Linked DNA regions of Mus musculus: region 2 is linked to region 1. The links are chromatin contacts, called in public promoter capture Hi-C maps. All regions are on one chromosome and are shown on one strand. The core of a region is the stretch at or near the end of the contact, and the rest is flanking DNA. Distances in the headings are between cores, read along the strand shown. Region 1 overlaps Gm14344 (a long non-coding RNA gene). Region 2 holds the start of Chrna4 (cholinergic receptor, nicotinic, alpha polypeptide 4).

Region 1 (5,718 bases), core at 2,341-4,840:
TGTGCTTTTAAACCTTGGGCCTGGCTAATACATTTTGGGGTCTTGATACAACTTCAGAACGGTTTCCGTGTCGTTATTCGTACAAGACCCTCGTCTCTCTCTACCCCCCATTTGGTTATTAGGAGGAGGTCCCCTCGAGATCCTCGAATAACTGGACCTGCTGGACGGGTCAGGCAAGCATGTCTGTCTGAGGTGGAGCCTTTGGGAATGGAGAGGAGAAAGATTAAGCTGAGGAAAAGAGATCAAGGGTCCCAAGACCTCTAGGGTCAAGAAAAAACGGATCCCACATGGAAGCAGCCAGCTCAGATCAGTCATCAAGAGGAAAGTCAGAGCGGGGAGGTCCTGCTGGCCAGGGCTGAAGCATTCCTAAATGAGCTGGCTTTGCCCCAAGTGTCTGTCATCTCCAAACTCTTTCTCACACACTTGTGCATGCCCCAGATTAATAGGTGCCATTCACATTTATGTGCATTTTGAACACATGTGCACCAAAATGTACCATAAATAGAGCAGAAAACTGCCTTTCAGTTTAAGATCTCCAATTACTTCGCCCAGTCCAAACAAGGGAACAGGAGTCTTCATGCCTGTGCAGCCAAAAGGATCACTGAATTTAAAAAAAAGTAGTCATACTATTTGGAGGTTCTGTAACCTCCTCAAAAGTCACCAGCAACAGGATAAAGTATGCAAACACATGAGCCTATGGGGACAGATTTTATTCAACCTCCACACACATGAACAAACCTATTAACCCCAGATAACACACCAGTGAGAACCCAGGAAGCAATTTCACCCAGCTTAGTGAGTTAGTGCATTTAATTAGAATTACTTACAGTAGCCTGGGCCACTTATGGTAGGAGAGGGGACTTGTGATCCACATCAATAGGCCTGTGAGCTCTCCCCCACATGCAAAATGGAGTGTTAGCAGGCCTAATTTTGTGAGGGTGTCAGGTTCTGAGGACAGAGTTCTTCCACCCTGAGGTAGCATCATGCTGTCTCCTCCTGAGGAGATGTGGCCTCGGCTTTGCTTACTTTCCTATGGTGTCGCCTTCCTGACTTCCAGTCTTTCTGTTCTGGATCCCACCTCTGTGAGCTTCTTTCTTTCTTCCTCTTTCTCCTTCTTCCAAACAATGTCTTGCTCTATTGTCCGGTCTTCAAACCCCTGAACTTAAATAACCCTTGTGCCTCAGCTTTTCTAGTAGCTGGAAACACTTGTATATACCTCCATGCCCACCCTCTCCTGAGGTTTTTGAAATCCAATTGTTTGCTTCTCGAGACATCTTTGGCCATGACTCTTCCAGTCTCTTCACTATGGCTGCCACTCTGTCCCTCTTTCTCAACATGAGGAGAAGACCTTCCACATCATCTTTGGGTGCTTTGGATTCACGGTCATATTTGACTGAATCAAATCCCTAAAGATGATTGGGTGGGGGTTGAATAGTTCAGTTTAATTTGTTCCCACATGGGACCAACACCGTGGAGGCTATCCTTTCCTCTGAGACTATAGCATGGGGGCTTTGGGTCCTCCTCCGTGTTCTCAGGCATACTCCTGATCGCCTGAATGTCCCTCTCCATTTCTACCTGTCTAATCCATCCTCAGGAGTCCTTAGATTCTCAATCACTATGCCTTCATAGCATCTCTGTCCACCCACTGGTGTGAATATTCATCTGGTCCTCCAGGATGTCCAGCTACTCTCCACAGTCTAACAGTCACTTAAAAAATAGGTTTTCAAAGTATCTGTCGCCTGTATATATCTTACTTCCCTGCATTAGTCAGGATTAATAAATATGTATATGAAATGAATGTGTATACATGTATACATAATGTTCTAGTAAATAGATATAAAGGCAATCGATTAGAATGATTTACAGGCTGCAGTCCAACTAATCCAACAATCGCTAGCTGTGAAGAGAGAGTTCAAAAATCTAGTAGTTGTTGATCTTCTGTACGCACTGGAATCCAGAGAAAGTAGGCTCCAATTTGAGGGAAAGAGCGGGCGTGTCAGCAAGGCAAGGGCAAGCAGGCAAAAAGCAGAAGCTGTCTTTTCCTTGTCCTTTTGTAGGCTTCCAGCTGAAGGTGTGGCTCAGATTAAAGGTGCGTCTTCCGGACTCAAGATCTGGATCAGATATGTCTTCTTATCTCAAAGGTCTGGACTAGAACTGGATTCACCCACTTAAGACCAGACAGAATATTTCTCTCAGGTGTGCCCTGGATTGTAGACTCAAGAATAGCCATCATAAACCTGTTCCCCAATTATATCATTACTCATTGGGCTTTTGCTATTGATTTCCATCTACAATTAAGTCTGACCACAGTATAATCTCTCGCCTTTATACCCAGATTTTTTTGCTGCCTTTTTTTTTTTGCGGGGGGTGGGTGCTGCTGGTATTTTCCACTGATGTACTGTTTGTTGTATTAGCTCTACGCTGTATATCTGAGTGACATTGTAAATGGTATTCCCGATCCTGTTCTTTCCTTCATTGCTTTCTGTATATTCTCTCAGATATTTAAAAAAAAAAAAAAAAAAAAGCCTAAGATTTCTGCACTAGTGCTGCAGGTTATTTTGGGTCTCTGTAAGTTTCTACCCAGCTGCCTGATTCTCCATCTTCTCTTCTCTTGTTCTTCCTGCTGACTGGTGCCTCTTCTCCTCTTCTCACTGGCTTGTGGTAGGAGCTAATCCATACCCTATTCTGTACCACACAGCATGTGGCCCTCTTCCTCTTGCAAGGCTTTGGTCTTATGCGAAAGTTTCTTTTCATTCTTTCTTTCTTTTTCTTTTTTTCCTTTTCAGATTGTTTCTGCACCCACAAAGAAAAGATCTCTTATTACGATCATCCTGGAGTCTCCTCAAAGTCTCCACAAAAGACTGCCGCATGCCTGCCTATGCGGCTGCTGTATGTCTCCATCCAGCCCCGTCTCCACCCCACCTGCTGAGTGGATTCCCGGGGTGCCGGGAGCAGCTGTGCAGCACGAATCCCCACCTGACACCCTGTCTCAAGAGGAGGAGCCAAAGGCTGCTGATGTCCTGTCTTTCAGCCCACCTCCTCCCTCAATAACCCCCTGCCACCAAGCATGTGGTCAGTGGGCTACTTTGCCTACCCCCAGCCTTTCTTTCTTTCTTTCTTTCTTTCTCCTCCAAAAGATCCTGCTCCCCCTCCTTCTTCGAAGCCTCCTCCTTTGCCTGCCTCACAATAGGTCTCCCCATTGTCTCACGGGGGCGTCATTACTGTCCCGCCGCGTGACATCATAATAGGCTCCTGTCCCAGAAAACAAAGCCCTTTGGAGACACCGAGGAGACACGCCATGTTTATGTCGTCACTGACTAGACAGAAGTGGAAATAGAGGGGGGCAGAGTAAACATCTGTAGATTGGGAAGAACAATACCCTTTGTCCCCTTTTATTTCTGAAGCTGCTGAAATTATGCCTTGCACAGCATAGAAATGGAGTGTATGTGTTCGTGTGTGTGTGTGTGTGTGTGTGTGTGTGTGTGTGTGTGTGTGTGCTCATGCGCGCGCAAGCTCACACTCATGTGCATGCAGGTGGATTAATGAGAAACCATTGAAATGCAAATTGAGGACCCCTCCTCCCATACAAGCTAGTTATCACCCTCATCCTCCCTCCCAGGATACTCAGGGTGAACAGAGGCCAGCCAGCAGGAGCTCCTGCCTATATAGCAAGAGAGGCTAGCTGCAGGTCACAGCAGCTCAGATATAACAGAACCTGTACCTTAGGTAGGGGTTGCAGGCTGTAGTTTCAAGGTTCCTCTGTATCTTCATTCCTCCATCTTTATTTTGTATTTTGGAAAAACAAACCCAGAGGTTGTTGTTTTACAAAACATGCAAAGCAAGTATCATGCAACAGTATTGAAAGATGTTAGCCATGAACAGGAGTTCACATCTGGGACAAGGTATGCCCAGAGCTACACAAGGAACAGAAGACCACCATGACAGTCCTAAGCACCATAGCTCCCAGATGTGTGCTTATTTTGGGATGACTAAAGCCTTGCATGACATTCTTAGACTCAAATCTCAGGGTTAGTGGTCAAGGCCACAGCTGTCTGGATGTACTTGGAGAGCACTTTCCCTCCTGGGGCTCAATACCATTCTTTACAAAGATGCTTACTGGCATCAAGAAAGCAATTTGTTTAGCACTACAGGAGGAGGGTCTGGTTAGAGATCCAAGCAGAAAGGGAAACTAAGCCTGGCCTGTGGCTGGTCCCATGTAGACCACATGGGGCAGGAATGGCTGGCCTTGGGAAGCCCCCTCCAATCCCTAGAGAAGCACTCCAGTGGATCAATGCTGATGCTGTGCAGCATCTCCACCCACAAGCTTCACAGACTCATCTGGGCTGCAATGTGAATAGCAACCAGAGTTTAAAGATGTACCTGGTAGTTAAGCCTAATTTATATCAAGCAATGCTTCGTTCGGTTCTGCCCTCTGTTGAAGAGTAGTATATGACCCTGCCACGTGACAATGGGTGACAAATGCCTTCTCCTTCCAGTGCACATCAGTGGGGCTCTCAGGCATAAAAAGGCTTTGTCTGCTTGTCCTTCAAGGAGCCTGGAGCCCCACTTGTGCATTAACCACGTGTCCCACGCATTCTCGCTTCCTGAGAATGCGTGGGACACTTTGATCCTTGTCAACACTGCCCCTTCCAAGCTGTGTCTTCTATGCCCTAAAGAGAGGCAAAGAGGAGGATAAAGGGTCTGCTGGGGTTTGTGTGAACACTCATGCACAGTGGCCTCTGCATGCTTATACACTTACACACCCATGCTTACATGTGCATTTACATGTACTCATGCTCACACGTGCACTCAGGCACCTTCACATCTTCATATGTGTGGACTCAGACACCCGCACGTAAGCTCACATGTATGCATTTAGACACCTTCACATAACTCCATAGAAACCTACTGATTTCTACTCCAAGGACACTGATGAGGGACACATCGCCAGAACCGTGCATGCTCAGGAGTGAGAGCCTAACTGGGGTGAGAATTGACCTTAGCACACACCAGTAGGCAGGATCTCTGTGGCCAGTACAACCATGCTGGCTACTAACACACAAGCCTTCCAGCCTTTTCTGAGCCCAACTGGTCTTAACTATGGATAAGCCACCACCCAGACAGCTTAGGGCTGCTTGTGCTACAACATATAGGGTCTGTATCCTCATTTAAATATTTTTCTAAGTGCACTCAAATAAAGGTACCACCAAAACACTGAGCAAAGTGTGGGCTCTGGGCCCTCTCCATGAATCCAGACTTGGGGGGGCAGGGAGGGAGCTGCAGATTACACTGGCTGGAGTATTGGCAGCCTTACACTAGGTTGGTCCTTTGGCTCCTTCCTCCATAGTTCGAGCCTCTGCGTGTGTTGGCAAGTGTACCCGTAGGGTTAGCACTGTGCGGCAGTTCCTTATGAATGCCAGGCTGCATGGCGGCACACAGACCAAGGATAGGATGTAGGAGGGGTGAGGCTAGATGTCAGAATGCCCTGCACGCTCTCAGGCACATTTGTTTTTCTTCTCTGCCAAGTGGGAGGCTGCTCCCTCATTGTTGCCGACATCTACTCCCTGGGCCCTTTGTTTCTGGCACGTGTCCTTTTGTGCCACTTGGCAACACTGTAGAGGACCCCACACCATGGTTTTGCCCAGGGAGGAAGGATTTGTGCTTAGGGCTCATAGCAGAGTCTCTAGCCTTCTGTACCTTTCGCACAGTCCTGAGGAC
Region 2 (5,718 bases), core at 1,246-3,745, 180 kb after region 1:
AACAGGGCAGAACCCTGGGTGGTACTGAAATACAGGTGTGAACTAACCCATGGCTGAATTCCTCTAAGGCTGGTCGAATCCGACATGGAGCAGCTGAGCCTGGCCAGGAAAGGCTGGGTCCTAACAAAGCAACTCAGCCTCACGTGAGACCAGCTTCCTACAGTATACTTCCCCGGGCCAGGACCATGTCTCCTGTGCTTCCTCCAGGATTTCTTGGAGGAAGTTCGCTGCCTAGCTCACACACGTCCTCCCAGAAGTCTTCCTAGACTTTCACTAGGGAAATGAACACATGCAGATAAGCAGGACCTGTCTGCAATTCACCCAAGCCCCGCTTTCCACACTGGTTGTACTTGGCGGCCTCTGGAATCTGATCTGAGATCATCGTGCCTGCCCCCCAGTGTACCACAGTGGCCACTCAAAGGATGCCACAACCAAAGTTTCCACAGCCTAGCTGCTGAGGAGGGAACTGGCCCTCCTATACCCACAGAAGCCTTTTCCTGGTCTTTACTCCAAAAGGTGTTCTGGTTACTTTAGGAAGCATGGCCACTAGCTTTCCTGTGAACAGGTCCAGAGCTACAGTGCTCACCTCCCTTCCCCGGTGCTGAGCACCTGCTGAGGCTCAGGATGACATTTTGCTGGCAACCTTGGTTGAACCCAGCCACATGGAGTCTCAGTGTGATAACTCCAGCAGGGTGACCCCATTGTCCTATGTAACACCAGGGCATCCCCATACCTACCACATCAATGAGCTGAGCAATCGACAAGCCAAAGCGGACAAGGACCACATCTGAGATATTGGCTACTGGCCGAGACCACTTGTTGTAGCCAGAGAAGAGTCTCTTCAGGAGCCGCTCCTCCGCATGGGCCCGGGTCTCTATGTGGCTGCTAGCTGTGGGGGAGGCAGAAAGTTTAAGGACAGGTGACCACAGAAGCTGCTGCTCTAGCCCCACACCAGACCCCATGCCATCACAGCCCTTCCTTCTGATTTCTCTTCCACCTCAGGCCCCTGGGCATGCTGCCTTGTCGTCGTCGTCCCCCCCCCCCCCCCGCACCTCCACTCCTCCCCTCAAGGAAGCCTTTCCAGGGCCCCAAGAATGAATGGATCAGGCCCTCCTGCACTCCACCAGGAAAACAAGACAACTGACATAGTGAACACTGAATTAATGGGGTAGAGCTCCCCTGCAGACAATCACTTTGGATGGAAGTGCCCTATCTCCAGTGACCGGCAGAGACAAAGGATGTAAAGGGACAGCAGGGGTTGGGGGGTGGGGCTGGGTGGCAGAAGGTGTATGGGGCAGCTAGGATGGGTGGTGGTGGTGAATGAAAGAGGACTGTGCACCACATCTCATGGCTGCAGGAGCTTGAGCCTCTGTCCACAGGAGTGGTCCTGCTGCCTGGGCTTCTAGGGTACAGCCTGACAATGAACGCAGAGCCTCGGGGCTGCCAGGACCTTGTGTTCATAGACGGATATAAGATTCCATGGATAAGCGCCACACTGCTTCATGAAGAGGGTGCCCCCTCATTCCACCAGCCAGCAGCCCATCTGTGTCCTCTCCATTGGCCCCCTACGTGGCTAGGGGGCCTCCCTACCTCCATTTGCTGGGTTGCTGCATCAAAAGAGGGGGTTGGGAAGAAAGAGGGGAGCCTCTGCTGTCTACTGGCTCTTGCTCACCTGAGAGACATGGGAACTCCTTAGGAGAGGACTCCTAGAGTCCCCCCCCCCCCAGCCTCCCCACCTCAACCTCATTCTTCCTGGTGTCTTGAACCGACCAGTAAGGCATAACCCCTCTGCTCAGTGGGAAGGCCAGGATTAAATAACTGCAGGAAGCCCCATCACGGGTTAGAGTGAAAGGTGTCCGCTCAGAGGAAGAGAGGTGGAGGAAGCCTGGGGGAGCAGAAAGGGTAGGGTGGAACTCCGGGGGGTGGTAGGGGTAGATCCCTGAAAACAGGGACAGACATGGGGGCGGTCTGAAGGCGAGATTTGGCTGGATGGAACCTCCCTCCTAGGTGGACTCCACCTCTATCCTACTTGGAGGTTCTGATTCCAGCTCCGAAATGCAGTCAGACCACCCCCCCCCCCGCCTTTACTCAAACCCCCTCTCCCAGCACTTGGAGGCTGATTCCTTCCTCTCTGGCTCAGCTAGCACTGCAGGACATCGAAGCTGTAGTGGGTGGAGGAGTCTCTGTGGCTATCCCGTTGCTCGCACCCGCGGCTTGGAACCGCAGCCCCGGGCCTCCTCTCCCCTAGCCCCGGAGTCCTAGGTGCCAGGACCCGGGAGAAAAAGGCCCGTTTCGCGTTTCGAAACTTACCAGGCAAGAGGCCGGTCCCTAAGAGCAGCAGGAGCGGCAGGAGCAGCAGCGGCGGCGGCGCCCCGGAGCCCCCGATCTCCATGGCTCACAGAACGGGCTCTAGACGAGGGCGGCTCCCGGCAGTACCGCGCCTCCGCTCCGAGACCCGCGCGCACCCAACTTCATGCCCCGTGTCGCGGCCGCTCGTCCCCAAACCGGGCTCCGCAGCTCGTCCCGCGGGGTGCGGCGGCGGGGCGGGAGCTCGAGGTTGTGGGCTCCGCGGCGCGGCCCCGCCCGGACCTGCAGCCTCCAGCCGCCGGCGAGAGGGGAGGAGGGGGAGGGACTGAAGGGAGGAGGGAGAGAGCGGGAGGAGGGGGCGGACCGGGCCCCGAGGGTATGTGGAGGCCGTGCTCTGCCCCTTGTGGGGGTAAAGTTTCCTTGTCCTCCTGAGGCTCCCGACATGCCGGGAGGGGCTGGGGACTCCGTGGTCATTCCAGTCATCTCGGCGCCTTTTGGAAATGAGCCCCTAACCCTGGTCTCCAGCCCTAACCCTGCCGGCAGCGTGAAGACTGCGGGTGCGCATTCAGGGACTGTGCGCGCGAGGAGGGCGCCCTGTTGGGCACTGGCTAACTCCATCACTTCACCCCTCCTTGGCGTGACTGTTTGCATTTTAGAAATAACAAGTCTCCTTCCTTAGCCCAACCCTGAGAGGAAAGAACCCACTCCCCATCAGCCTTCCGCCCTCCTCCTGCACCGCAAGTCCAAGAATCATCCTGTGACGCCCAGGCCCCGTGTCACCTTTTTAGTGAGAAGAACCTGGTATCCAGACCTTCGCAGGGCCAGCTAGGGACCAAGGTCCATCTTTGTCCTTTTTAAGCGTGCAGATTCTCTGCCCCTGCCTTCTCGGTAAACTGTCAGCATGAAAGCAGTTCCCTACCCCAGCTCTGTGGGCAGCGAGCTACTGGCCAGAGAGGAGAGGTGCTTGGAGACAAGCTGTAGGGTGCTAGGGATGGTCCTGAGGGATGCCACTAAGGAGAAGGTGCTCGAGTACTTTGGTTCCTAGAGTGCTTTGGTGGCACGCGGGGGGGCGGGGGGGAGGCTGGGGGGGAGGTGCGAGAGGGAGGGGGCATCTAAGCAGCAGGTGATGGAAGGAGAGACAACGGGTTCCCAAGAAGAAAGAAACCCTGTCCAACACCAAAAGCCAGATCCCAACCATGCCTTGTCCCAGAGACTCTGCCGTTGACTCCAAGCCCCAAGATGGAGACAATCCTGAAGTTGAAGGCAAGAAAGTGCTGTCCCTGTCCCTATAGCACATACCTCTCTGTTCCCAGACATGGTGGCTCTGAGGTTGACTGTCCCTTTGACCTTCCGTACCGACCCCCCAACCCCAACAGTACAGGGCTCCCATGCCTACCCTCCTCTTTCCCATCTCCCTACCTTGCTCCACCCCCCTCCTCTGTATGCCCCTCCAACAGTAGTGTACCTAGCTCTCTTGCCTGCTGGCCTACAGTGAATACATATGTCACATACCTGCTCTGGAACCTTCAGACTCCTCCAGGTCACAGGAGCCATCTGCCTACGCTCTGTAAGCAAAGCCTACAATAGGACTTCTCAAATACTCTCCTCCAGGGCAGATCACCTTCGCAGTGGCCATTGTTCTCCTCCTGTGCCCTCCTAGATGCTGGCCCAAACACTGAGGGTGTGTTGGTATGCCAGACTCCCACAGTACCCTCAAAGGCTAATTCTTTTACCTATGCCTTCCCAGGTGGGTGCAAGAAGATTTAAGCAACTTGCTCATGATCACACATTCAGTAGTGGGATCCTAAAACAGGCTATCGAGCTTTAGAGTAGGCACCCTGACCTCATGCGAAGAATGTTCTTTGGGTAGCCGTTCCCTTTCTGCCTGGAGACTTTCCAGGAGCCAAGGGAAAGCTTGGCTTTCTCAGTAGACCTCTGCTCTTTCCACGCTCACCACTAGGGCTAGTCCCCCCGATTAGCTTGTCCTCATCCACCTCTGTCCCCCAAAGAGTCAGACCATGGCTCCACGCTTCATGTATGTGTTAGTCCATTCCTGCACTAGCCAGGTATTCCTAAGCACACTTGTAGGCTTGGATGAACAAATCAGCCTGTGGCTGAGCACTGCCTGTGGGGCAGAAAGCAAGCCTGTGTAAGGCTTAGCATGGTGGACCCCGAGGGATCTGGGGAGAGCAGTGAGGCCAACAGGTCCCACATGGGAAAACTGCAGCTGGACCTGGGTCTACAGCCATCTTGATGTGACACCTCTGCTTCATATTAGCACAGAGCAAGGACAGTGTACACAGTCAGCTCTATCTTCTATTAATACCAGAAGCCAAGGATAGATGCAGAGTGGTGTGTGCCTATAATTCCAGTACTCAGAGACAGAAGGACTGCCACAGGTTCAAAGTAAGGCTGGGTTACATAGTGAGTTTGAGGTCAGCCTGGACTACACAGTGTTAGATCCTCTTAAATATATAGAAGTGGCCAACCATGATCCAGGTCCCTTGGCGTTTCTTCCAGCTTCCCTGGAACTCTGGTTAGGTGCTGTCATTCAGATATGGCTGTGGAGAAAGGTACTCAGACTAAGGCTTCTCACCACCTGAGTGATATCTATTTCTTAGTTCGGGGATGAGGGTCCTGACTCCTGCCCCATGCAAATCAAAACCTCCTTCTGGGTAAAGCCGCTTTGCTTTCTCCATCCTGAGTCTTTCCCACAGTTTCAGAGGGAGTCAGAGATTGGGAAAGGGGTGGTGAGCTGGGTGAGCCCGCGGAGGCTTCCAAAAGTATAGATGCTGGGGAGTCCACTTGTACCTGGGGATGTTAGTGTACAGGGTTTGGCCCCCGCTATCTGAGTCTGTTGGTGTAACTGCAGATCTGTGATTTCCTTCAGCCCTTTCCAGACAACTCAGATGTAGGAATCTTCAGACCAAATCTGAATCAGACCCTGGCTTCTGACTGAGTCAGGAGGAACTCAGAGTTTCTTGGGGGCAGCTCAGCTCTGTTGCCTGTTTATCTTCACAGCTTCTAGAGACAGGCTTTGTGCCCAGCCTTCCAGGTTGAGCAGTCTGGGACAGTGGCTCGCACCAGCGGGCAGTCTCTCTCGGGCAGTCTCTCGTTGAGCAAAAGGCCAGGTGGGGGGTCGGCTCCACCCTCAGGGCATTGCTGACACAGCCCTGTGCACCACGTGCACTGGCTCACACACATCTGCCTGGCTGGTTGACTTTCCCTGCGGATTTGCTAATGCAGCAGATTAATCAGTCTCACTCATTAATTTGTAGGCCCCCTCCTGCCCCACCTGCTGACTAGAAACCACTGCTGGGGACCCTGGGAATCCTGGAGCCAAGTGAAGCTCTTACTGAGGGCACTAGGCAAGAAAAGCCCAATTTACAAGTCTATAGACTACCCCAGAAG

What was found. Promoter capture Hi-C pulls out the DNA fragments that hold promoters and counts their contacts.
Region 2: a contact with region 1 is called in a promoter capture Hi-C map of stem cell-derived epiblast-like cells, with 2.1 times the contacts expected there. The contact joins the promoter of Chrna4 here to the enhancer-like site in region 1. A contact is called at or near these places in 6 of 39 promoter capture datasets (the 3T3-L1 cell line, 3T3-L1-derived adipocytes, the HPC-7 cell line and 3 more) and 1 of 9 other capture datasets (liver).

Annotation. Positions count from the first base shown.
Region 1 is chr2:180,851,886-180,857,603 of GRCm38.p6, forward strand. Gm14344 (a long non-coding RNA gene) reads left to right here. Exons shown (of 2, transcript XR_375444.3): 2 at 2,787-3,376. Among named protein-coding and RNA genes, the nearest start is that of Gm14342, 9.4 kb to the left of the region's middle. Within about 2 kb of position 3,591, at least 49 of the 459 cell types and tissues checked have an H3K27ac peak or open chromatin away from gene starts, as enhancers often do. A contact at or near this core is called in stem cell-derived epiblast-like cells, where this site is marked.
Region 2 is chr2:181,036,682-181,042,399 of GRCm38.p6, forward strand. Chrna4 (cholinergic receptor, nicotinic, alpha polypeptide 4) reads right to left here and starts at 2,496. Exons shown (of 6, transcript NM_015730.5): 1 at 2,311-2,496; 2 at 738-889. The coding sequence starts at 2,392.